Linked DNA regions of Zea mays: region 1 is linked to region 2. The links are chromatin contacts, called in public Hi-C maps. All regions are on one chromosome and are shown on one strand. The core of a region is the stretch at or near the end of the contact, and the rest is flanking DNA. Distances in the headings are between cores, read along the strand shown.

Region 1 (4,367 bases), core at 1,296-3,795, 420 kb after region 2:
AAAAAAAAAAAGAATAGAATAATCACTACCTCATCTGTTGTCGCATTAAGACTGACAGCCAGGGAGCAATTGGATTCCTGGAGGAAGCGTTTTAACTGAGGGACAAGACCACTTGTGGAGACAGTAACCTTGCGAGGGCTAAAATGAAGACCTTGCTCATCAACCATTATTGCTGAGGCTTTTATTACATTGTCAATATTGTGAAATGGTTCACCCATGCCCTGGACAAATTAGACATTATAATGAAATAGTGTACCATCAACTCAACAAAAACAGCATAACTTTTTAGATCTTGTAGGCTACACGATGAGATGTTATTAAAAGCTAACTGCAGCAAGTAAGCATAAAAGATGCCTAAACAACGTATACATGTTGCTATAACTAGACTTTAATTTTTGTTAACACAGTACTCCAAAACCAACATCAGGAAGCCTAACAGCTGAACAAGAAACAGAATTCAGTATTACTGTTGATAAGAACAAGGGCAACTGATAAGACATGTAACCATATATATAGCTCACAGTATTCTAAAATGGCAACAAATAATTGAATATGGCAACAAAGCAGGTGCAAGGAAAACATCAGAAATTCAATATACTGTTAAAAAAATGTGCTCTTTGAATCCACGGCAGTATGAATTGGCTTGAAAGTAGAACTTTAAGATAGACTGTAGACACTAGACAGTTATACATATTTGTTGATATCACTTTACGAAGAACAGCATAGATGAGAACAGAATACAAATCATATGCTGTTAGTTAAACAAGATGCCACGTTAACTATCGTACACAGTCAAAGCATAAGTTACTTAAAGCAAATGCTTACCATAAATACAACATTGTTAATTGATCCCAATTCATCTGAGAATAACCTACGAGCAAACACAGCCTGCTCGACAATTTCAGCTGTCGAGAGATGTTTTCTCAAACCCATCCTATATATAAAAAACCAAGCAAGCATGAATCAGTAATGGCCAAGAGAAGAAAAATGTCTTGTAACATAAGTAAACAAACCTTCCAGTGAAACAAAACTGGCAGTTCATGGCACAACCAACTTGGCTTGAAACACAGATAGTTGTCCTGCCCCTAGCGCAAGGAATGATAACTGTTTCAATCACTGAACCATCTTCAAGAGAGAACAATATCTGTAACATCCTGTGTTCAAAAATCAATCATATCCAGTAAATCACTTCATAACACAACGGCAACACTGAAAACTACCTTACGGGTTCCATCTGATGCAATATGGATGTCCTTCATAGTTAATGCCTTGAGATCAGCATGCTCGGTTATCATCTTCCTGAAATCCTTATTTAAACCTGAAGGATTTTAGAGGTAAATAGGTGGCATCCATTTAACTAACATGTTGGCAACACATCAAATGGCATACATTGAGAAGAATCATAAGCACATTTGTAGGTTCTCCAAAGTGAAAAGCAATAGAACTCATTGGACAATAGAAAATGTAGTTAACTTAGTAAGAGAAACATGCCACAAAACTAATTCTTACAAGAGAAAAAATGTATCAACATCTACAACATGAAATTAGTCTCATTATTTTTTTGATTAAATATGTCTTGATAGTGAATTTATTTGAACTGGTGGACGTTAATAGTTTTTCAGTTAGGGACATTTGAGTTAGGACAAATCTAAGGGGGTGTTTGGATCCCCAGAACTAAAGTTTAGTCTGGGTTTTGAATGCCAATTAGAAGGACTAAACATAAGCTAATTATTATATTATAAAACTAACTGCATTACACATGGCTAATTCGCGAGACAAATATATTATGCCTAATTAATCAATGATTAGTCCATGTTTTGTACAGTAAACATGTGCTAATCATGGATTAATTAGGCTTAACAGATTCTCTCGCGAATTAGCCACTGGCTATGCAATTAGTTTTATACTTAGCTCATGTTTGATCCTACTAATTGGCATCCAAAACCCGGTCTAAACTTTAGTCCAGGTATCCAAACACCCCCTAAACTGAACTGTAATTTGAAACACAGGGATTAGTTATAGCATATACTAATGCTAAATAGATGGATTCTACTTGACACAGTGAAAATTTACCAGCCAACTCGTCGTAGCAATGAGCCCAAACGTTGTTCCCGTACAGGCATTTCCACAGCATCATGGCCTGGCCTGGCCGAAACCCCTGCGCCTGCACCCAATTCTGAAAGAAACCCGCACTAAATCATCTCACACGCGCGTACGACACAACCAACGAACTACCTAAAACCCAACATGTCTTGAGCCAAGCCCTTACCTCGAGTTCCGAGTAGTCCATCCCCTTGAGCATGGCCTTGGAGCCGGCCTCGCAGCGAGCAGCGGCAGAGGGGCGTTGGAGGGCGGAGAAGAGGCGGCGCGACGAGGCGCAGAGGAAGGAGGCGCTCCGGCTCCACCGGAGGAGAGGCAGGACCTGCGCCTGCGCCTGCGCCGGCGCCGCCATGGTGAATTGTCTGGTTGGTACGGTTTCGGGAGTTTCGCTGGCTATGGACTTCGTGCCGAGTGCCGGTGGATATACATGGGCTGGGCTAGTTTTCTTTCTGGGTTGTTCCACGGGAAGAGGGGAATGCCGAATGCACATAGTATACGCGAACGAAAGTCCCAATTCCTCCAAACAACACGTTTCACAGTTCAAATCATTTGCTTCGTAAAAATAAAACTCAGAACATCTTTCATTTAATAACAATATCATTTCATTTATTTTCTTCTTGTATTTGCGCGCCGCATGCCAGCCGTGCTCTGCAGAGTAGCTAAGATGTTGAAAATCAAGAAAATGAACTTAAGAACTTCGATAATGATAGTGAGACTGGCACAAGACAAATGAATTGAATAAATACATGACTGGCCCACTTTAAAGCAATGTCCATTTGATATTGTTTGGCTGCTCTACAACCGTAGATGTTGTATCTGTTTGAACTGCTGCAACTACAATCCACATAGACAACGTAGCCGCAGCTAGATTAAAGCCGCAACGAACAATATTTAGCGTAGTTGACAAAAGTTTAGTTGGGATGTCTATTATTAACTTGTAGGATGAAGAAAATGATCCCAAACAACATGAAGGATGATAATGAACTATGAAAAGTGCAAACTGCAAAGTACAATTTATGGTTGTGGACCTGTGGTGAACTGAAAAAATGTGTCATTAAGTAAATAATATAACCTCATCATTTGTATTGTTTTGGATTTGAGTTATAATTTATCAATTATCACTATTTTTATTGTGTATTCATAAGTACAAACGGTGTGCATGTGCATATGTATCAATTAAAGAAATATATACCCCTCTTTCCTAAATTAAAATTCATTTTATATAATTAATGGATTCATACAATACAATATGTATATTTTTATATATGTTTCTAGATTCATCATCAGCCATTTTAATATAGACGGAGGGGGTACATTTAAGGCATGTTTGGATCTCACGTGCTAAACTTTAACACCCCCTTAGATAGCTAAATTGCTAGTAGGTGCTAAACTTTAGCACTTCACTTTTAATATCTTTTAGCACCTTTTAGCACTTGTGTTTGGATCCACATGTGCTAAAGTCTACTAAAGCATACTGCTAAACTTTAGTATCGTGAATCCAAATATGTCCTTAGTTATAACCTGTAAGTCTACAACGGATAACTTGGATTCGTAGACTTGTAGTATGCACATAAACTTGGTACATGTAGTTGTGGCACATGGATGATGTATTGTCAGTTGCACGGTCATACAGGTTGTTAGATTATTCTTGTGTGTTGTTGACAGAGGTAGTATCAATTTTAACCTAAACGCTAAACGGTAAATAGTCGGTCATCCTCTGTTTAGCGTTTAATCGAACTATACGTGTGTTTAAACGGACTAAAAAACATATTATATGAGATTAAACGGATTAAACGGCATAAACGACCAACACAGTTAGCTACTGAGTAGCGTTTAAATGACGTGTAAATGGTCTAAACGGTCATCCATACGGTACATAGAACCAATCACCTATACGTGTGTGGTCAATACACAAGGCTGACCTGGGTGTAGAGATGGCCAAATGGGCGGCACGGCACGGCCCGGCCCGGGTACGGCCAGGCACGGCACGGTTAGGGCACGGCCCGTTTGGCTCGTTTAATAGCCGTGCCGTGCCGGCACGGCACTAGTGCCTGAGGCCAGGCCCAAGCACGGCACTAAGCCTGCTTAGCCGTGCCGTGCCGGCCCGTTTAGCCCATATAGCCCGTTTAGCACTACACCACAAAATTTTAGTCAAATTTTCACAAACACAGTTAAAACATACTAAAATAGCTAATATTGAACTGTTTAGTGCAATGGGTGACTCATTAAAAACCTATTTAGGTAAAAACTCACCCTTATGAGAGAAC
Region 2 (4,043 bases), core at 379-2,878:
CCAAAAGGCTCAGATAATGGTTAAACTCATACCAGCAAATGATCAAACTCATGCTGGAAAACTCTTGCATGTATACCAGATAATTTTACTTTGATCTTTGCCCCTGTAACATCTTGAGCTTCAATTTTCACACTTTCTGGTCTCTGCAAGAGCACAATGGTGACAAAGTTAGCTTTGTTTATGAATTGTGCATCTTTCGTATACAGAGGCTGACAATTGGAATATAAATTTGCAAAATCATATATTAAGTTAGCATGTCAAAACCATGTGACATGTGGCAAAAAAAATCATAAATGTGACACAAATTATGCAAAATATCATTATGCTAAGCATCACACTAAAGTCAGATAAAGGACAGCTAAAGTCTTCTACACAGTATAAAAGAATTGGCATGGCAAACTATTCTTACCACCACATTGCCATATATTCCAGGAAACGATAAGCACCCTTCTTCAAACACAAGCAATCGTTTGGCGGACTTGTATATCACTGGGTTGACAAGAACAATCTCCTCTCCTTCCCCCTTCACCCCAGCAGGATTGAATACCATAAGCTGCACATTGACTCCAACTTGTGGTGCTGAGAGACCAATGCCATCGGTCCTGTACAAAAACCTCTTTTTAACTTAAGCAGTACAGCTTCTAATAAATCTGGCATAGTTATATCTGAAATCACCACGGGCAGCCCTATTATTGGTAAATATATCATATGCAATCGGCTTTTCATTCAATCAAATTTTCATCAATGTAGCAATTACCCAGACGAATTTGCATTTCCTTGCCCTAAGTTCTATAGCGGTATAGGAATTCAGTGAAAATAAGCACTAACTGAGTAAATTATAGCATGCATCCAATGAAAGCATAGGCGCTCATTTCTTTGAAACAGCGGAAAATCGAATCGGTGAACACATCTTGAGCGTGAAAATAGAAGTGGTGCAAGGTTCAGAATCCGCACACTCACTTGTACATAACGTCGAACATCTCATCGGCCAGGGCGCGGAGGTTGTCATCGAACGTGTTGATGCGTTTGTTGCGCGCGCGCAGGACGGGATCGGGGTATTTGACTACCTCGAGTGGCGATTCGAACCGGAGGTCAGAAGCTACACACCGTGAACAGAACATCAACGAAGTAGTAATAACTAATAAGCCGAGAGAGAGCGAACGCGAAGTTGTCTAGTAGCCGGAGGGCTTGAACTGAGGGGGAGAAGGCGGCGGCGGCGGCGGCTAACCCGTGGCGAAGTCTTCGTCGAGCTGGGCGTTGGCGGTGGAGGAACCTAAGCCGCGGCGTGCGCGGGCGGCGAGGGGCATGGCCGGGACGGCGCGGCGCATGGGTAGGCGCAGCGCTACGGGGCGCAAGGCCAGGAGCGGGCGAGAGGAGGCCATGAAGCCGCGCAGGCGCGGGCAGAGGGCAGCGGCCATGGGAGCGGCTCCTTCGGCTTCGATTTTTTTGGGCGTCCGGCAAGAGGCGGTGAGAAGTGGCCGGACCGGAGGAGAGGGTGGGGTGAGCGGCGAGCCGAGGACGCCGCGTGACAGGACAGGAGGCGCTCGGGTAGCGTGGCTGCAAGTTTGAGCCGCCCGAACATGTAGGCTGCACCGAAATGAAGGCACGAGAGTAGATACTATGCGGTAGAGCGTGCTGATAACATCACCCTAAAATTACTTAACATGCACCACGGGCCGCCCGAACATGTAGGCTGGACGCGCTAGTGACGTTGAAGGTTTTCATCCGGACATGCTAGTGGCTGGACATGTAGGCCACTGCCGGGCCGAACCGGGCCACCGTTCACTGACGGGTTGGGTCGTGCCTGCACCACGGGCCGGTTTCTCAGCACAAACACGACCCATCTGAATTTCGTTTGGACAAGTATATTCGAAACGAAAGCACGATTATCTACTTGCTTGCATGTAGCAGAAGCATACTTCTTTATCGAAGGTCATCAGCCTGTGTACAAACTTCGTTGGACGTCAAGCGGTGTGCGGATTTTGTGGTGGCGTGGATCGATGGTGGAGGTGGACACGATGTTGTGATGCGCGCTGCCTATGGATGACTCGCCTTTATTGTTGCATGAATATTCTGTACAAAATTGCACAAACACTTGGCTCTCCCTCTCCCTGCTCCTTCCCCGTCCACAAGGACATCAAGCAGAGCTTTGCTATTGCTCCGCTTCGCTTCCGGTGTCCACTGTCCACTCTTGTCAATGGACCACAGATTGCATACTGGTGATCAACCCTTGCTGCGCCGATTTCTCGTCGTCAGTGCCAGCGGTTCCCCCCTTCATGGCAAATGCACCTTCGCCGCCTGAGCTAGCTAGTAGCTAGTCAAACCTCAAACGCGACGGAGTAGTAGGTGTCGTACGCGCACCTCCTCCTGGAGGACATGAGCCTGGACAGCTTCCGCTTGCAAAGCTCGAACCTGGCCGGCCGGTCGTCAGAGCCGTGCGCGGGCGCGGGCGCGGCCCCTCCCGGCAGCCCCAGCTGCCGCTCCAGCTCGGCGAACTCCTCGGGCCGCTTGACCACGTGGTCGTAGCAGATGTACCTGCCGCCGGCGGTGTTGTCGCCCATCGCCTCGTACGCGTGGACGTGCGCCTCGGCCACCGTCTCCACGTTTGCCGTGGCGAGCAGGCCGTCGGCGAGCATGGCTCGAGCCCCTGCTGCCGAATATGCAGGAGGAGGAGGAGGAGGAGGTCAGAGGCTCAGAGCGATGAGCAACGCGTGTTAGTGCGTCTCATGGACGGTATGTACACGCACGCATCCGGGCGGCAGGGCACGGCACGGACCTTTGAGATACGCGATGGACGCGGTGGAGTTGCGGCGGCGGAACCCCGGACCAGTGACAAGCGCGGGGCAGATGGTGACCAGCTTCAGGTCTCGTCCCCGCGCCGCCCTCCACGCAGCCTTCTCTGCCGCCGTTTTGCCAAGTGCGAACCACAGCTGGAAAAACGACGCATCACAGTATGTGGCTTCTTCCTGAGTGACTATAGTTTGTGTGATCAAAGGAGAAACAGAAATACAAATGCGTCTAATGTCTTCTCCCGATCACTCACCTTGTTGTCGCGGCAGAAGCTCTCGTCGCTCCAGCAGCTCTCGTCGATGGTGGTAGGGCACCGCCGGTCATGAGGGTAGTCCTGCCTCCACACGCACGCCAGCAAGGAAGAGGTGAAGACGCATTTCCTGACGGACTCTGTCCTGACGCAGGCCTCAATCACCCGCTCCGCTGCTTGGGCTTCTAACGCTGCCATGTGCTTCTGTTGAAATCAGATGTTGCCATGCGTTAGCTACAAGTTTATTCAGCCTGTAAAGTCACTTTGGTGCTTATTTCTTTCGGTGATGAATGCCACTTCGTTGTTCAACTGTCTACTGAAGTTCTATTCAAAAATACGTTGCTAACAGTAACAGGCGAGACACTATTATTACTGTTAAAAAACAAGAAAACCAGTATGTTGCAATAGATAGATTTGCAGGCTGAAACTGCAGCAGCGATGAGCTCGAGATTGGCTTAGCCACCTAATCAAGATCTCACAGGATTTAATATGAGCATGTTAAGAGCAACTCCAAGAGCATTTCCAAACTTCAATCTCTTCACCTCTATTTGTAAAGCCATTTCCATAAATATTTTATTTATACTTCTCCCGTGCCTCCAGGCTCCAACGGACTCCCTAGTTTTGTTCTCTGTGCTCCAATGTCTTCTCGTCAATTTTGCTTGTGTGACAAAAAGAAATCACAGAAGACTAGAAGAGCTACCTATATATTGAATTTAGAGGGTGATTTATAGCCTCTCCATCAATAAAGGGTTAGTTCTGGAGAGCGAAAAAGATATATAGTGAGTTCAGAGAACCTATTGAAGCTTGATTTTTTTCATATTTTTTCTTCTTCTTCTAAATTTGGTGATAACTGACAAATATCCATACAGAGAGCCTCTTGAATGGATATAAAAGCCTCTTGATAACTGACAAGCACTGTTGAAGTGTTGGTAACACATCATGTGACAACGATCTTTGGGCTGGCAGTACACTGCAGTGGACTACTGCGCATTCGACAAAATAG

Evidence for each region. A called contact is a pair of places that touch in the nucleus more often than the background predicts.
Region 1: a Hi-C map of tassel shows a contact between it and region 2, with 1.7 times the contacts expected there. The contact joins the promoter of LOC100273119 here to the promoter of LOC103636114 in region 2. A contact is called at or near these places in 2 of 25 Hi-C or Micro-C datasets (endosperm and tassel).

Annotation. Positions count from the first base shown.
Region 1 is chr8:150,432,103-150,436,469 of Zm-B73-REFERENCE-NAM-5.0, forward strand. It overlaps LOC100273119, which reads right to left and starts at 2,546. Exons shown (of 8, transcript NM_001365731.1): 1 at 2,270-2,546; 2 at 2,074-2,176; 3 at 1,221-1,318; 4 at 1,014-1,144; 5 at 826-934; 6 at 30-221. The coding sequence starts at 2,452.
Region 2 is chr8:150,011,999-150,016,041 of Zm-B73-REFERENCE-NAM-5.0, forward strand. LOC103636114 (peptide deformylase 1B, chloroplastic) reads right to left here and starts at 1,629. Exons shown (of 9, transcript XM_035961848.1): 1 at 1,229-1,629; 2 at 961-1,099; 3 at 410-602; 4 at 33-143. The coding sequence starts at 1,418. It overlaps LOC103636116 (cinnamoyl-CoA reductase 1), which reads right to left. Exons shown (of 5, transcript NM_001301557.1): 3 at 3,044-3,244; 4 at 2,777-2,930; 5 at 2,036-2,650. The coding sequence ends at 2,319.